2 separate regions of the Rattus norvegicus genome follow, and region 1 is linked to region 2. A link is a contact called in public Hi-C data. All regions are on one chromosome and are shown on one strand. Each heading gives the region's core, a stretch centred on a gene start, on an enhancer-like site or on the middle of the called end of the contact. The rest is flanking DNA. Distances are from core to core; before and after follow the strand shown. Region 1 holds the start of Garem1 (GRB2 associated regulator of MAPK1 subtype 1). Region 2 overlaps Garem1 (GRB2 associated regulator of MAPK1 subtype 1).

The links. A called contact is a pair of places that touch in the nucleus more often than the background predicts.
Region 1: a Hi-C map of kidney shows a contact between it and region 2, with 1.6 times the contacts expected there. The contact joins the promoter of Garem1 here to the enhancer-like site in region 2. A contact is called at or near these places in 2 of 12 Hi-C or Micro-C datasets (kidney and liver).

Annotation. Positions count from the first base shown.
Region 1 is chr18:12,858,544-12,861,520 of GRCr8, forward strand. It overlaps Garem1 (GRB2 associated regulator of MAPK1 subtype 1), which reads right to left and starts at 1,676. Exons shown (of 6, transcript NM_001427249.1): 1 at 1,187-1,676. The coding sequence starts at 1,307.
Region 2 is chr18:12,813,897-12,816,596 of GRCr8, forward strand. The region is part of intron 1 of Garem1 (GRB2 associated regulator of MAPK1 subtype 1); the gene reads right to left. Among named protein-coding and RNA genes, the nearest start is that of Garem1, 45 kb to the right of the region's middle. Within about 2 kb of position 1,320, at least 2 of the 93 cell types and tissues checked have an H3K27ac peak or open chromatin away from gene starts, as enhancers often do. A contact at or near this core is called in kidney, where this site is marked.

The sequences.
Region 1 (2,977 bases), core at 426-2,925, 45 kb after region 2:
AAGGGCAGCAAGAACGCCAGTGTTTTCCAGCTTCTACAAACTTTCTTACATGTTAATTCTCTTGTCGGTGTTTCTAATGTCTAATTTTACTCCACAGGCAAGAAATAAAATAGGAATTTCTTGGGGGCACTTATACATCTCAGGTGAAACACTCTTACTCTAGAAAACAAGGAATGAAGCAAGTGCCTGTCACTGGAAAAAATCCTTCTACTCAGACCTATTTTGATCCGGCTTGTGTGTGGCCACAGCTCTCTGTCTATGTGCCTGCCTGCTACCGACCTGGTGCCCCACTACCCTGTACAGCAGACCAGACTTCTTCCTATCATCTGCAGTCCCATGAAGATAAACCTGATGAGGTTATAGTGCAAAAAGCCAGACGCAATTTAATCACCCCCGTTCAATGTCACAACTCTCAATTCAAAGGTGTCCACTTGACTGCCACTACATATTTGCTTGCAGATGTCACAGTGCAGAATAATCTGTGCGTGTGTGGTGGTGGTGGTGGGGGATTCTTGGTTGTTTTCTCGAGGTCAGTTTCAGGAAATACTGGCATTTCTTGGTTCAAAGCTCAGATTGCAAATCAATATGTTTTAGTGGCTTAATTTTTCTTTCTAAGCTGGGAGAGCACTAAGCTAATAATTAACCTTAAACATACCATCACTTCTGCTAAAGATATTTTCTGCACACAGCCCCAAATCACTCGTTGTTGGGTTAAACAGAATAGATGAGCTGTAAAAAGAGGTCGCCAAGAAACGAGATTCTTTTCATTGGGTCACCTGGGAGCTTTTTCTCTGAAATCTGCAGCTTCTGGGTAAACACAGAGAGGGCGGGTAGGAGAGAGCACCCCAAGCAAGATACCACCCAGAGTCCAATTATTTTCGTCAGAAAGTTGCCTAAGATAACTTCAAGATTCCCAGATTGAGTAATTCTTGCGTCCAAGATTACTATCTGTAGGTTTCCACGATGTAAGGAAGGTGTCCTTATTAACTGCACTGCAAGGGTTCTGATTTGCACCTCTCCCGGCGGCGACGGCTGCTGCTGGGGAGAGTGGAGAGCAACGCGCCAGAGCTGCGGCAGCCTCTTGGGCCAACTAGACGGCTAGGGGCGAGGACAGACCCTCCAACACCCCCCACCCCCACCACCGGTCCCACCCTTCCTGGCAACCGTGCGCCCCGCAGGCACTCACCGCTGTCCAGCCGCGCGATCTGGGGCAGCCGGTAGGTGCTGACCAGCAGGTCGAGCGGCATAGCCACTGGGCTCCACTTCACATCCTTGAGGCTGCAGCCCAACGAGGGCGACGGGTCCATCTTCCCCGCCTCCTCCGGCCCCGCGCTCCGGCGCCCGCGCCACCGCTGGCTGGCTGGGGACTCCGTACTCCCGCCGCGGGCAGCCGGACAGCGAGGCACAGCGGCGGGGACGCTGGCGCCCGGCTTCAGCAGCCACACCGAGGCATGGCTGGCGCCCCGCGCCCTCAAGCCAGGAGAGCACTACAGGCGGCCCGGCTAGCTGCGGCGGCTCCCGCTCCGCCTCCGTCTCCCTTGGCCCCGGCTCTGCAATTGCGGCGGCCAGCCGCTCGCCTCCTCCTCCTCGGCCCTCTCCTAGCCTCCGCCTCGAGCACAGTGTGAGGAGGAGCCGCGGGTCCGAAGAACGCCATAGCAGCGCTCCCGGCACTGACTAATCAACAAGGTGCAAGGGACGCCTGCGCAGCCCGCCCCGGCACCGCCCCCGCGCCCGCCTCCCCTTAGGAGGCTCCGCCTTCCTGGAGCATAGGCTCCACCTCCTCAAGGAGGCCTGGCCTCTTTAACTCGGTCCCCGCCCCACGACACTAGCTCTACCCCTCTGAAGCTCGGGCTCTGCTTCCCTGGAACTCGGGCTCCACCTTCACTAGCTCCGCCTCCCTCCCAGTAGGCTCGGCTTTCCACATATCCCGCCCCTACATGACCACACCTTCTCATAGCTCCTCCTTCCCACCATAGCCACGCCCCTTCGTTAATATTCTTCAGGCCCCGCCTCTCGAAGCCCCGCCCCCTGCAGGCTCCGCCTTCGCACATTTACTGGCTAGGCGCTCTGTCTCCCTTCGAGGCGGCTCCCGGGACTGCGGTACCCGCTCTGCTGCGCTCCGCAAGCTTTGGCTCTCGCTCCCCCGTCCGACCGCTCTGGCGCCCTGCAGCCTTTCTCGGCGCGTCCTTGCTAGAGCCGGAGGTGCAGCCCTCTTCGAGGTTGGCAGTGATGAACTCTGATGTTGCCTCTGGCAGCTGCCGGTTGTCCACCTTTTAGTGACCTGGACAGGGAGAGCATGCTGGAGGCCGCTGTGGAGCCAGCCTTCTGAGGTGCTTCCCACCCAACCCCACGACCCCACAGACCAACTGGAAGTTTCTGTGACCAGCCCAAGTGTGACTGCGAGGCAGGGTGCAAAAGGGCCCGAGACACAGAAAGATGAGGAGTGTCACCGTCCAGGAGACCACCCTTCTCCTACGCACAGTGGGAAAGGGCAGGGAGGTTTTGTTCTAAGAACCAGGGATAATTCCCCTTTCCTAAACATGCTACCAGAACTTTTGAGGATGTCACAAAATGGCCCATTTTTTTGGGAGGCAGTGCTAGCATTCAACCGACAGGTTATTTTCTATAATACTGATGTCCACAGTTTTGAAATAGGGTTTGGTTGTTGCTAGCAGATCTCAGATAACAGAAGGGAGTGTGCGAGGTTCCTATTTTTCAGACACGCATCCGTCTTGTGTGTTGATTTTTTTTTTCACATGAAGTTAAACTATTGACATGAGCAGTTGATGAAGGGAACATGTTCCATCAATACATTTTCAGTATTCAGTGCTCGGTGCCCACGGGCCCTGAAAAGATCCCATTGCCTCGTAAAAGGTTAGCTTAAGATATATCTTCCCATAAGCAAGCTAGTGCGTGAGCTTTTGAGGAAAAACAAGAGACTTCCTCACTTCCTTCCCGGGACTCTCACTTCAGAATA
Region 2 (2,700 bases), core at 70-2,569:
TTATGATACCTAAGTCCTTCTGCCTGAAACAGTACTACGCCTAATTAAGTCAAGCCCCAGATTCTGTACTCCGAAAAGGCAAGCTGTAGCTAACACTTTAGAGATAAGAATTCTACAGAAGGGAAGTTTTAGAAAACAGCAGGTGGGTAGCTGTGGTTCTCACAGTTCTCTATAAGCCAGTGTGGTGGCCGGAGGGCAGTGTGGAATCCTTCAGGAAAGACTCAGATTTACAGGGGAAAGGAATTCACTGAAAACCCACTGAGCTACGGTGCGGTCAGAGCTGCCCAGGAAGCCTGATAGAGTCGTGTTGTTGCCCCTGCCACCTTGTGCTGGATACTCGCAATTGGCACCTTGTGCTGGATACTCGCAATTGGCACCTTGTGCTGGATACTCGCAATCAGTAAGACCACTCTTCCATCTGAGTGGTATCTATGACAGAGGTTCTCAACATGTGGGTCTGGGTCCCTTTAGGGGGGTCCGACACCCTTTCATAGGGGTTACACCAGATATCCTGCATCAGATATTTACATCAAGACCCATAACAGTAGGAAAATTATAGTTATGAAGTAGCAATAAAAACAATGTTATGTTGGGTATCACAACAACATGAGGATCCTATTAAAGGGCTGCTGCATTAGGAAGGTTGAGAACCACTGCTCTCCACACTGTGAGAAGATGCTCACACCACAAATGGTCCACAGACACCGAGACCCAAGTCCAGGCAGGTGTCACCCCAGACTCCACCGGGCATCAAGAGCAAAGCACCAGGCACATTCCTAGAGTTTCTCCCTTCAACTCTCAGGTTCTAATAGTTTATGAGGAAGTGATGACTCCATGTGGTACATGGGAGGTAGTGAGGAATGCTAGAAATAACCAGGGTCTTTCACAGACAGCTGAAGCTTACACAGTGGTTATTTACTTTGTATATGTCTGTGAGTGTGGTGTGTACACACAGGCCTGTGCTTATATGTGGGCACACATGATGCAGGCATGCATGCATATGTGCACATGCATGTGGAAGTCCCAGGCTGATGTTGACAGTGAGTCCCCCTCCGTTGCTGTCCACCTTATTAAGGCAGCAAAGCAGATGGCTCCATGGCTCACCAAAACTCCTAGTCTACACAGCTGGTCTCCTAGTCTACACAGCTGGTCTCCTAGTCTACACAGCTGGTTTGCTTTGGAGATTTCCCACACCTGAGCAGCATGAAAGTGAGATCTGGGGATCCAAGCTCTGGTCCTCACCCTTGACTGCTGTCCCTGCCAAGCCATCTCTCCAGCACTAACTGGTAGCTTTGTTATTAACAACATGACTGTGAGCAATTCCTCATGTTCTCTGAGCCGTGCTAAGGAGGCCACCATGACTGGAGGAGAGCGAAGATCAGAGCTTCAGTCTAGCAGCAGGTGGGCAGGAGGCTCTCCTGGGGCTCTGCTTTATCTTCTACCTCAGTCAGCCATCTCCCCTGTGACTGACTTAGTTCATGCTATGATTCCTTGTCCACTGCACTAAGGTGCAGTGATTACATTACCTTTCACTTTAACAAAAGTGTGATTTGTTCCCAGTGGAAAGTCCAACTGTGTGTAGTGTTATGTAGGGGGACAGAAGTTGGCACTGGGAGTCTTCCTTGATTCCTCTTCACTTACTGAACCTAGAGCTCACTGACTGGCTAAACTAGACAGCTGACCAGTGAGCCCCATCACCCATCCCCGGGCTATAGACTACTACTCCAGTGCCCAGTTTTCACATGTACAGGGATCAGATTCAGATCTCCATGCTTTCTAGGCAGCCATTTTACTGACTCAGCTGTCTTCCCTAACAATTTTATTTCAAATGGATAAATCAAGTTGAAGTTCAAATTTGAGAGATTTTCAGTGTCATTTAGTTTCAACTTTAGCCGAAGTGTCTCTTGAACTAAATTCCATGAGAAATAACTTGAAATGTGAATGAGTTGAATTTAAAATAAAGTCACCGCATAGAATTTACAGGAGAGGAACGGTCTTACGAACATGTCTAAGTTACATATTTGATGGCTTTAACGCCTTGCTCACATTTTAGTGACTTCCAAAAACTGTAACCCAGCCTTAAGAACAAAACCAAACAAAATATAAAGAAACAAAGTCTCACATAGATTTAAGGAAACATAGGTCAATGCTGAAAATAATGTTTCCAGCATCAATGCACAAATGGAATGAATTTTAATAGCCTCTGTACACAGAACAGGTTTTCATTACAATGTGGATGCCAAGTAATAGTGGAAGGTACCATGTTCCAGGTGAGCTGCTCTCCCAGACCACAGCTTGACAGCGCTCTACACCAGTGGCTTCCAAAAATACACAACGGACAAACAGAAACGGAAAGGGCACCGTCTATTAAAATGATGGAAACAGGCAAACACTTTAAAAATCAAATCAAATTTTATAGTCAGATAAAGGTCACGAGGAAATAAAGGTAGACAGGAAGTACACAGTATCCCCACTGAGATGCCACTCCTCGAAGCATAACCAGAAAATGAAACAGGATCAAAGGCATTTCTTTCTAAATATCCAAAACCAAAGCCTGGCAGCAGGATACCCAGAAGGAAGCTGGGGGATGGCCTGCTGGGTAACGGTGTGAAAGGTGTAGGCTGTGCCAGGCTGCCAGCCTCAGTTTGATGCCCATGACACATGCAAAGCATGGGGAAAATCGACCCACAACACTGTTCT